Linked DNA regions of Mus musculus: region 2 is linked to region 1. Evidence: chromatin contacts called from public promoter capture Hi-C data. All regions are on one chromosome and are shown on one strand. The core of a region is the stretch at or near the end of the contact, and the rest is flanking DNA. Distances in the headings are between cores, read along the strand shown.

Region 1 (6,204 bases), core at 1,532-4,031:
TCCAATTAAGTAATAATTGGTTCATAATGTTTAAAATAGATTTTTCTGTGTATGCATAAGTATTACCATACATTTACTGTCTTAACTGATTGTTAATGTTGTTCATTTGTTGTTTAAATAACTTCTGGAAAATCTTTGCAGTGAACTACTTTTGCCTCTGATTTTAATTTCAAATTCCTAATCTATGTCCACTGATAATAGGACATGTTTTTCTGTATGAGTCACTATATTGCTCAGTAGCTCTCTGTGAATCACCATTTTGCTCAGGACTTTGGATCACCTTGTTCCAAAGCTCCTTTTGGTTCTGTGGGATTACATCTCACTGTGTGGCTCTGTGGAGCTACTTCTGCCTCACTGTGTGGGTCTGTGGAGCTACATCTCACTGTGTGTGTCTGTGGAGCTACTTCTGCCTCACTGTGTGTGTCTGTGGAGCTACTTCTGCCTCACTGTGTGGGTCTGTGGAGTTACTTCTCACTGTGTGGGTCTATGGAGCTACTTCTCCCTCACTGTGTGGGTCTGTGGAGCTACTTCTCCCTCACTGTGTGGGTCTTTGGAGTTACTTCTTTTTTTCCCCCATGAATAAAGCAGAGTAATCCCCCAATTTCTATTTCTATATCTCTGTCTCTCTTTGTCTCTCTGTCTCTGTCTCTCTCATACACACACACACACACACACACACACACACACACACACACACACACAGACAGATTGACTGACTTACTACTTTCCTCCAATAACAAGATTTGGTCCCTTTCTGAGTATGAGTGAGAAAAATATTGCAGTCCCCTCTGAATTGTAAAACAGGAAAATCAAGCATGAAAATTGATTATTGGATTCTGAAATCTCTAAAAATAGAACTAACAAACTTGGGGGGGGTATTAAATAAATTATCTACTTGATAGGAAACATATAGTTTGTTTTGGAGAAGTACCAGAAAACAAGTGCTCACCTATTTTAATTAATATTTTAAGCTATTGACATATCAATGAATTAATTGTTGAACTGTTCCTACAATTGGAAACAGCTACTCTAGACTGCTAGGGATTTTTTTTTAAGGAAGTAGCTAAGAATAAGGGAATTAGTCTTTACCTTTTAGGGTCATGGGATGGAAACATGGAAGGTATGATGAAGGGAAACAACATAATTGGTTGCCATTTGGGAAAGAAAGGAGTGTGTTCTACCCAGCTGTGGCTAAGTGTTCACATTTGGGTGCAGGAAGGTGAGGTGGCTATTTGGGCTCTAGAAATTATTTTTTAAAACATTAAAATGTGTTTATTCATTTTTTAATTTATTGGCTTAATTTTTTTTTTCATGTAATCTGTCCTGATCACATTTTTCCCCCTCCTTTCATTTCTTCCAAGTGGCTTAGAGGTTAAGGACACTTGCTGCTAAGAATGATGACCTGGGTTTCGTCTCCAGCTTCCTATAGTGGAAGGAGAGGATCAGTGCTTACAAGCTGTCTTCTAACCTCCACACGTGCCATAGCATATGTACTCATATACACACATACCCCCACACAAACTGAAAAAATACATGCAGTGTAATACATTTTTAAAAGAATAAGTTTATAAGGTACTCAGCATACATCTAGATTAGTTTTTCATTTCTTCTTTCAACTAATTTGTGACCATCCAGAGGTTCTGGCATACAAGAGATTGTTTAATCTAATACCATAATTAAAAAGAAAAAGAAAAGAGAAATGCAGCAGGGGGGCTTAGAAAGGAATACACAGAGAATATTCGATTTAAGAGAATAGTCTGTGGAAGACAAGCATGGCATAGCTGTCTCCATGGTGACCCTAGTTTTCACTGCTAAAACCAAAATATTTTCCACAGGAGAAATGCTAAGTGCTCAGCACTCAGCCTGACCTAAGCATTTCCTGATATACAGGTATATCCAGACATTGGACTCTAATATGTAAGACATGCAGTTAGCATTGCCAATTAAAAGCTAATAAACATAAAAACAAGATAACAGATAGAGTCATTGGGCTGGAGGCCATGTGGTCTTAGTGCACAGCCCTCTTCCATCAGCTTTTTTACCAACTGAATTGGAACATGACCAGTCATAGTCAAATGGGGAAGGCGTGGGGGGGGGGCGGGTACTGCACAGGAATACACTGTTCAAATGATCTTGTAATAGCTCACATTTCTGCTCTACTCCAAGTTTAAGATTAGTACGTAGGAGCAAAAACCCACAGGCTCTTTTCTGAACTAGCCTAAGATTTGTCCAATTGTCCATTGTAGGACAAATAGGATTGGAAGCAATCTTTGGGACATAAGAGAGGAGGAGGTGATAAGGAGCCATGAGGAGGGATAAGCAGGTGACAATAATGACCATTACTGTGGAAACAAGTATTCATAAAGAAACAGAAAAAGGTAGGTAGTATTCTCTGTCACTTTCTGTCCTCCCCTCCTTCTCTCACTCTTTCTTTCCCTGCCTTTCTCCCTCTCTAAATCAATAGCACTTCTAGGGACCTATCAGTTTTTCAGTGCAGTCGTTGAATTAAATGCAGGAAACTGCCCCTTCCCACACAATAAAGCAGGAACAGATTCAGTATTCTGGTTATGTTCCTGGCATTCAGCTTGATAAGCTGCGTGGGAAGCTACTTGTCAAAGCTTTCTGATAATAAAAAGGCTCTTTTCACATTATGAAGATATTCCTTATCTACTATGGTTTGAGAAGCTGCAAAAATTCTCCCAATTTTTCTATTTACATTCTAATCTTCCACATGTGGTTTAGGCATGTGACATTTTGTTTTCGGGTTTCTTTCCAAGGTTATGTGGGATGCTGTTATGTTTTGCTTTGTAGAACAAGTCAAAATGAGGCTGCCTGCAACTGGGAAGACTTCTAAAGCTTCTGAGTTCCTGGTTCTGACTGTTGACCATTCGTTCCAAATCTATAGACTGCATAAGGAATCTCAATTGCTTACAATGGCCCAGATAAAAACTTTGCCAGATAGCAGGCTTCTATGAAAGCAGTCTGGCCACATACATGGATTGAAAGGGCATCTATACATTTATTGGAAAGCAAACTGAAATAAGAAACAAAGCGTAGTTAATTGTTTTTTTTTTTTTAAATGAAATCAAAGGGCTTGTTCCATAAAATTAACTTTTATACTGAGAATCTTTTCTAGAATGGTTTGCCCCTTTAAACCTTTTGGTTTTATACGGATTTCTTTTCTAAATAAATAGGAAAGTACATTATTGGAAAGGATACAATTTAAGATGGTGCACCCCAGGGAAGGTTTGAGGAAATTGCTACTGTTTCATTATGTCCTAAGTTATGAATAGCATCCACAAAAATGAAAACCCAGGCAAGTATAACATAGAAATAAATGTTCATTTAAAAACAAGTCAGGAACCTACACCTACTTCTTTTCTATGTGAAAAAATGAAGGGCTTAAGCACCACAAAAATAACTGTATTTGACTGGATGCTAAGTGCAGGGTAATTCAATACATCACTTATCATCTCACAGAGTTCTCAAACATAATCTGCAAACAAGAGAAGGACACAGAATTCTAAAGCAGAAACAGAGTAAGTGTTCCAGAGTTATGCAGCATTCCCACAGTGGGTCAGTGATAGGAACCAAGTTTTACTGATAATAGAGATCATAGATCACACCATGCTGCTGCTGTGTATGAGGATATATGGGAAGCTTAGAGCAAGGCTTGCTAGTGTGACAGGCAAGCACAGGGAATAGATTAGCAACCTGGCGCTCCACTTGGCTTTGGCTATTTACTTATTACGTTCTCTCTTCTAATAATACACTTCACAACCTCAGACCACTATCTGCACATATTGTATATACACATCTTCCCAAAAAGTCTTTTAGAACAAATAGCAACCTAGGGCCTATATGTGCATCCAATTGCATGTGCACCCTTCTCTGAAAAATCAATATTTTTTCCAATCAGTAACTTTCAAATTTTACAGGTTCTAACCAGTCTTACTCTAGTTATATCCAGGTATGAAGGTGAAAGGGTTGTCCCACTCGAACTGGCTTTATGTGCCTATGCAATAAGGCAAGCTTGTGCAATAAGACAAACCATGTTTACCAGATGAACTTTCAGGGGAGGATCTCCTACTTACCATTCCATTCCTATGCGTAGTTATTATATGCATAATGTGGTATGCATATAATTAAAACTAAATGCAAAATGGGAAGAGAAATGTGTAATGAACAAAGAGATACATAATCTAGTCCTGTCGATCAAAATAGAGAAGGCCTGTACTGCAAGCCCTAGCAACCAAACTCCCTTTCTTGAACCTCATAAGAAAAAAACTTCAATAAAAAATTATGGACCTTGGCTATCCTCACACATGTCATCTATTGTCATGCATGATGATGTATTTCTTTCTGACATCTAATGTCCCCTTGTTTTAAATAAAATTTCCTTGCTACATTAAATTGTCTGGGCCTTTATTTCTGTTCTTTGAATAGAAAGACAAAGAACCTGGAAACACCTTGCCCAGAGCACAGCCACATATATCACTAGCATCATTCTGTATCGATTATAATTTTAAAAAGCACACTATAAAGACAAATTCCAGTAGGGCCTTCAAATTGTTACCATCAGGATTTTAAAATATATGTTGATAGAATACACACACACACACACACACACACACACACACACACACAATTTAAATGCACATAGATCAGTGGTTCCCAACCTTCCAAATGCTGTGACTCTTTAATGTGGCAATCACTAACCAAAATGTATTTCATGGCTACTTCAAAACTGTAATTTTGCTAATATTATTATGATGTAAATGTGTGCTATGCAGTATATCTGATAGCAAACTCTGTAAAAGGATCAGTCAACCACCAAAGGAATTGTGACCCTCAGGTTGAGAATGGCTGATATAGATTAAACTTCTACTCCTTTAAATACCATCCTTAGTTCATTCTTTCTTTCCCAGAGGTAGGTCCATAGTTACATTTTTACATTTGTATACTATGTCTATAACTAGCTACAGTATTTTATAAATACATTTAGTATTGTTTCTACTAATGTACCATGTCTAGGCCTTGTGCTACAACTTGCTCTCAAAATATTTATTTTATGATATACTTCTGAGGTATATTGATGAATATTGTTTTAAACATAAACTTCAATACTTTTCATTTTAATTATTGCTAATCTATAGCAAGAACACATCATTAATTTTTTGATATTCTTTTGATTATGTATGTTGTGGGTGCACATCTTTGTATATCAGAATGAAGATAAGGTTATTCCATAGTGTGCCTTTGGAGGTCAGGAGATAATTGTGGATGTCTGTCCTTACCTTTCACTGTGTTTGAGGCATAGTCTCTTTGCTAATCTCTGATATGTATGCCTACATGGGTTATTCTATTTTTTTCTTCCATCTTGTTACAGAGGCACTAGAATTTCATATACAGGCTATCTTTGTCTATCTTTACACATACACATCTAGTTTTATATGGATTCTGGATTCAAATCCAGGTCTTCATACTAGCAGCAAGCTCCTTACTAACTGAGCCATCTCCCTAGCCTTTTAGCATTCTTATTTGTAATTCTTTTTGTTTGCCCCCCCACCCACCAGCAATCCATTGATTATATTGATTACAGTGAGGAGCTAAATGCACGTGATTTGGTTGTCTTTCTGAATGTTTCTCTAACACATGCATCTTCGAAGCACAAGTGTGAGATCACAGACTAAGCAATATTGAAAATTGTCCTGGATCCTGTGGAAGGCTCTGCAAAGAACATGTATACTACTGTTTTCAGCTGACAACTGTATAGCTGTGATATCTTGTGCATTGATTCTTTTTATTTTCTTGGTAAGTGTCTAGAGCAGATTGCTGGATTACATAGCACTTTTATTTTTAAATCTCAACTTCCAACTGTTTTACAGAGTGATTATATTTTATATCTTTGGTGGTCCTAATTTATTCATTTTTTTTCTATTTTCAAGTGCTCACCTACATTAGATATCCCGGGCTACTTCATGTTAGAGGATTAATAGATGTGTATTGCTATTGATTAGCATTGAAGGAAGACCAAAGTGTGGGTGTTTCAGTCTTATTTAGAAGGGGAACTAAATAATCACAGGAGGTAGAGAGGGAAGAACCTAGGAGGGAGAGAGAAGGGAAAAGAAAAAAGGGGACAGGATCAGGTGTGGGAGGAGATGCAGGAGAAGTACAGGGAGTCGGGAAATTGAACAGAAGTTT
Region 2 (6,204 bases), core at 2,158-4,657, 1.3 Mb after region 1:
TACTATCTTTAAGAACTTCCTAAAACTGACCAGATTCATAGGGAAATAAAAGCTGAGAGTCTCTCTCCTAGAAAGGGAAGCTCAGTTGCTAAGACTATGAGACGAGAAAAGCTGTACACCAGACTCTGAGACCAGACCAGCTGTCTGGGAGAAGCAGAGACCAGCTGAGCTGCCTGGAAGAGGTTTACAACAATTGAGGTACACAGAAAGGACACTCTTTAGCCTGTTGAGCTGTCTGCACACAGTGTGCTCCAGGTTCCCAGCTTTGTGACCTGTCACCCATGTTAGGGTGGGCTTTGGTGATGCGGCTGTCTTTGAGTCATTTCTTTACCTGTATAGAACCCCAATAAAACTCATTGGTCACCAACTTGGAATTTGTTGGTATCTGTACTTTGGTTTGTTGTGGGTTCCCTTTCGGGGATGAATAGATGAGTGTTTAATGGAAAAGTTTTGTTTTACACACACACACACACACACACACACACACACACACACACTTTATATGAAAGATTAGAAAAAACAAAACATAAGGCTCAGCTAATTCCCTTAGCAGGGAGGCTCAAGCATTTTTCACATTTAGGCTTTGTGTGTGTGTGTGTGTGTGTGTGTGTGTGTGTGTAAGGAGAACATCTAAATGTTAGGACTCTGTTGATTGTGTGTGTATTAAGGATGTGTGAGTGACAAGTGTGAGGTCAGAGGACAACCTTCAGGATTTGGCACTTACCTTCTTTATTTGTGGATCAGGGTATGTAGCCTTGCCTGGCTTGGTCTACCATGTAGAACAGACTGCAACCCAGACATCTGCCTGCTTCTGCCTCCCACATGCTGGGATTAAAGTTGGGCCTCAAGGGTCTCATTTGTCTCAGGTTCCTGACTCCACTCTTGTTTTAGAGTAGGAACCCCAGCAGGTGGCATGTCAATCTGCTGACCTTCAAGGCCAATTACTGTTTAATGATGGTAAGAGATCCTCCTAGCTTCTGGGAGGGTGAGGTCGGAGGATTGCCAAGGCTTTGAGATCTGGATGAGCTATCCAGGAAAATCCTCTCAAAACCAACCAACCAACCCCCCCCCCCAAAAAAAAGATCAAATAAACCATGAATGCAAAACCTCAAAACTTCCAAACAACAAGCAAACCAGAATAAAAACAAAACAACAACAAAACCCCAAAAGCTTGAAGGGCACTTTACTGGAGCAAGTTTAAGGTACAGGTCCCCAACTTTGGCGGCTTCTGTCATGACATTCAAATAAAGTGGTTTCTGTCCTAAGACAGTGCACCTAACAAACGAACAGATTCTCACCCTCGTTGTCCCGTGCACAGAGACCACCTTGAGGAAGCTAGCTCAGAGTCTAAGAGCTTCTGGCTGGAAGGAGGGTGGTCTTTGGAAGAGATGTCTCCTGGGAGGCTAGGAATCACTTGCTTGTCGCTGACTGTAAAGACTGGTGAGCATCCTTAGCCACTCAAAGTGTGGCTTGATTTTCTTGTAGCTGTTGTCTAGGTCCAGGGCTGGGAACCAGCTTTCCCCACCCATCCCACCATTTTAATGGGCGTTTCGGACAAAGAACCTGCATTGCAGTGTGAGGTTTATGTTGAGCAAACAGCATACCGTAAGTGGACAGCTCTTACACAATGGTAAGATACTAAATGCTCTGGGCAGCTGAAGGACGGAGGCAGGCCTCGTCTTTGGCTTCCTCAGTGCTGTTTCCCTTAACTGGACAGAAGTGTTTTGGAAACCCAGTATAATCTACATTCCCATCAGGTGACATTGTTTAATCTAACATTCCCTCTTTCACAAGTGACAATAGCTCCGGGGACACCCAGGCTCAAGCTTTGAACTTTTCTGGTAGAAAGGGCGTTTGCAACTCCATAGACTTTCTTTGGTGCCTTTCCACCTTCCAGCTACGCCTGTCAAAATAGGTAACCGCCTCCAGGGAGGGGCCAACAGGGGAGAGTCATTGACCTTGGCTGAACCAAATCTAATCTAGTCTCGGAGTTTGTTAGGCTGCACAGTCTATAGCTGTGAAAGTTACTTCAAATGATACTTTGTTTGAAAATTTATCTTTGAAGCACTAAAGGAAGACCACTGCTTGACAGGAATACACGTTTCCAAATGTTTTGACAACTTGAAACTAGAACCTTTCACCAAAGAAGGTTGCAAAGTATTTTTAAAGATAGTAACAAAAAAGCAGAGTTTCAAGATATATGCTAGAATTAAAAGGAAGGGTGCCTCTTACAGCCCAGGTTTCTGAAAGGCTCAGGAAGGTCACCGCAGTATTTTAAAAATCCTCGGCGCTCCGGCAGCCACATTTTGACATTATTGGGCAGCCAAACTGTACTTCAGAAACCGCCTTCACGTGCCAGACGCATGCAGAAAGTAGATAATATAAACTCCCGTGGATATCACACCGCGGTGCACACTTAGTGAACATTCATTCTGTCTATGGCTTTATTTTCGCGCAATGAGAACTGATCCATCAAACCTTCCCAAAAGACCCGCAGACAAGTCGCACATTTGGGCGCACAACTTCAATTTCAGCTTTGCGTTTTCACCAAACCCCTCTCGCCGTGCGCGCTGCGCGTCTCCCCACGCGCGGTGCTCCGGGTCCCATCCTAGAACTCGCTCACGGCAGGCGAAGCACCTTTCCAGGTACGCTCCGGAGCGGGCGTGTTTACGCGCATCCAAGTGTGCGGCACTTTGAACGCGGAGTCCATGTGGAGCCCGCGCCGAGCTCCCGCAGCTGCCGGCCGCCTCCGGGGATCGGAGCGGCCGCGGCTCGCGGGATTGCTGCGGGCGAAGGGACTCAAGCGCCACCCAGGCAGCGGGACAGCCCCGGCTGCGGGCTCTGGAACGAATGCGCGGCGAGCCCAGCCCCCAGCGCCGCGAGCGAGCGAGGGAGGCTGGGTGGAGGGAGAGCGGAGCGAGTGAGGAAGCCGAGTGTGGAACGGCTCGTCGGCCGCCACCCCCACCGCCACCGCCGCGCTGCCTCCACCGCGGCCCCGCCCCTCCGCCGCGCCCCTCCCCCACTCCGGCGCTCCTCCCTCTAAGTTCCCCCTCCCAGGTCCCCCTCCCCGTCGAGGTTCCCCTCCCCCTCCCAGGCTCAGGCTCCCTTCCCCCTCGCCTCTCCTTCTCGGGGCTCCCTTCCCCCTCCACAACCCGTTTCCCCACTCCTCCTCCAGGCTCCCCTCCCCCGCCCAGCTCTCCTTCTCTTCCACCACCCGGCTCCGCTCCCCTCCCCCTCCCGGGTCCTCCTCACTTCCTCCCCTCCCCCTCCGGGCGCGCCCCACCCCTCCGCTCCCCTCGTCTCCCCTCCCCCTCCTCGGGTCCTCCTCCCCTCCCCCTCCACCCCCTCCCCCTCTACCCCTCCCCCTCCTCGCTCCCTGTTCCCTCCTCCCTCCCCGCGCGCCGGGCGCAGGCCGCTCGGGTTTGTTTTGCTGCGCGGCCGTCGCCGCCGCGGGCCCGGAGCTCATTTGTGCCTGGCTGGTCCCCGCGCTCCCCGGTGCCGAGCCGGAGCCGTTGGCCGCTCGCGCGCTTGGCTCTCTCCCTTAGTAACAGCTCCCCTCCTGCCTCGGTGCTGCGCCCTGCCCCCGCGCCCCTCCCCCGCCGGACCCGCTGCCCGGCTGTCAGCGCCCGCACCCCAGGGCGCCTCGGGGTGCCGACGGCGGCCAGGAGGGGAGCGCCGCGCGTCCTGGAGGGGACAGCGTCGCCAAGCAGGTGAGCGCGGGCCCGGGGCTGCGGGCGCCGCGAACTTGGCCTGGGCGCGGGGGAGGGGCGGCTGCGCTCACGTGCTGCCCCCCCGGGTCGGGGTGGCTGCGGGAGGCACTGGGCCCAGGCGAGCGGGCTTGGGGGCGCAGGCTGGATGCGGGGCCGCAGCCGCCCTGTGCTCACATAGCGGGGGAGCGGCCAGGGCTCAGGATGGGTGCTGGTCCGCGCTCGGGCGCGCGGGCTGCAGTCGCCCGGTCGCGCACCCCTCGGGCTGTGGCGCGCGGAGACCCCGGGCGGCGGCGGGGACCGCGGGCGGCTGTTGGGGCGCGGGCGGGGGAGGGGCGCGGCCGGGCCTCGCTCACTCAGGACGCGAGTGTGGGCACCTTGTGCCTGTGGCCTCCCCACGAGGAGGCCCTGGCCACAGCCTCGGTAAAGTTGGGTCAGAAGTGTATACAGTTGGCAAACTTATTGCCAGCTTCCTGGTAAGTTTCGGGGTGGCACACAAGTCACATTATCTTCTGACAGTATAGAGCCACGTTGTGAGTGTTTGCTGGGTGACTTCCTCTTTGCAACCGATGTCTTTTTTTTTTTTTTTTTTTTTTTTTTGGAACAGGGGCTGACTTTCATTTAAGTGTAATTCCACGTTGAAAGGCAGCTCGAGGCGAATCATGCATGTGTTAGAGTGTTCGGTAATTTTGGAAGTTCTCAATTTGGATTAAATTTAGGTTGTGAAAATGGTCTGTTCTGTGTAACATTTGGGTTGGGTGGCTTTTAAGAAACGCTCTCTTTGTTAGGTTACCCAACACTGAAAATAATTTGGTGATCACACAGAAGAGTTGGAACATAGCTAAACATTACATTTCTTTAACAGTCTGGAGTTTTCTTAAAACCTTGGTTGGACTTTATCGGCCCCAGGGTGAAGGGTTATATGCCATTTACAGTTAATTAGGGAAGTTTACTGTTGGCTTTCTTGTTTTTCCATATAAGAACCTTATGCTGGTCTAAACATGTTAATAAAGTACGGTGGATGAAATGATGTGTTATTTCTAGTTTGAATCTTGAGATTGAAAGCCCCCCATCAGTGTAAAACAATACAAGGCCATGTCTTACTGATTTAACTTAGCTAAAGTGCTTTGCAGTATCTTGGTGGCCCATTGAAGGTAGTAAATGAGTTTTGGGTTTCCCTGTGTGATTCACGTTCAGTTTTGTTAAATAAGACCCATGCTTATTGGAGCACTTCAGTAATCCTGACTTCCTGGGACTGTATGTTCTCGCCACTTTAATAAGTTTATAGTCTGGGGAAGTAGGGCATCTTTATCTGCACAAAAACACTGTGTATCAGTTGGATTGAATCGTGGGAGTTAATGGCAAACTTCCCAAATTATCACTGAGAGTTCTAGAAACAGTTGGCATTTAGCTATGGGGGAGGGGCGGTAGGTCGCCAGCCTGCCTGAAAGGGGTTGGGCAGGTCCTGTGTGCCCTTCGTGTCTAAATGGAGGCTTCTCTGCTGCTTTGACTATTTCTCTCTTAGTTTTGCTGCCCTGCATGGGATGAAGTCTGTAATCGCAAACACTAAACACTCAAATTACTTGTCTTACCTTTAGTTTGTAAACTCAGATCTCTAGAATTTAGGACGAACACGCCAACCCTGTGAGGAAAGAAAATATGTGTAAAAAAAGCTAAGCAACTTCATTAACTTGTTAACGTCTTCAGAATTCTTGCAGTTGACCCTGTCTTTGAAGCACACTTCTAATCTGTACATGTTGTTAGCATAGGAGACTGGTGGTAAATGGAGTGTGTGGGTGGTTTTTTTTTTTTTTTTGGTAGTGTTGGGAATTGAGCCTAGAGCCTCACTCCTGATAGATAAGTGCTCTACCAATGAGCTACTGCCCAACCTTGATATTGTATTTTGTTGAAGACCAATAAAACATTTTAACTTTTTATATAAACCCAAGAACCTCTTTTGATACTTGTAGTCTCCATCTAATTAAGGTTTTTGCAAGACTGATTATCATAATACCTGTCTGCCAGAGAACCAGAAATAACTGCTTCCTGTGAAACTGGTAAGCTTTCAAGCTAGCGAGCTAGGTCGCTACAGCTTTATAAACATGGGGTCTCTGATGAAAAGGGGCTGACACATGGACCTTTGACACTTGAACCTGTTGAGTAAATGTCCTAGTTCACTTACAGCGATGAAGTGTAACTGCAGAGTGGTCTCCACACAGTTTCTCCAAGGATGGCTGGCTACTGTGGACATTCACTGAGCAGGTGTGGATGGAGCTGAAACTATTTGTTAAGGTTTGATACTTACATTAACACTGAGAGAGATGGCAGAAACATTGGCTCTGCTTACAACTGTTTTTCTAGTACATGTGAATTTGACTCATTTTCAGAAATATTTACAGTGTATGTACATCCCTGAAGTGGGAAGAGGAAACAGTGAGCAGGAGACATTTACATTTTGTCCTCAGACCTGGGGTTGTGTAGCAAGAAGGCCTTCACC

The links. Promoter capture Hi-C pulls out the DNA fragments that hold promoters and counts their contacts.
Region 2: a promoter capture Hi-C map of hippocampal neurons shows a contact between it and region 1, with 6 times the contacts expected there. The contact joins the promoter of Tbl1xr1 here to the enhancer-like site in region 1. A contact is called at or near these places in 4 of 39 promoter capture datasets (cranial neural crest, embryonic stem cells, hippocampal neurons and 1 more) and 1 of 115 datasets of contacts at active chromatin or transcription factors (forebrain).

Annotation. Positions count from the first base shown.
Region 1 is chr3:20,731,905-20,738,108 of GRCm38.p6, forward strand. No RefSeq gene overlaps it. Among named protein-coding and RNA genes, the nearest start is that of Gm31552, 87 kb to the right of the region's middle. Within about 2 kb of position 2,782, at least 9 of the 459 cell types and tissues checked have an H3K27ac peak or open chromatin away from gene starts, as enhancers often do. A contact at or near this core is called in hippocampal neurons, where this site is marked.
Region 2 is chr3:22,073,245-22,079,448 of GRCm38.p6, forward strand. Tbl1xr1 (transducin (beta)-like 1X-linked receptor 1) reads left to right here and starts at 3,408. Exons shown (of 16, transcript NM_030732.3): 1 at 3,408-3,710.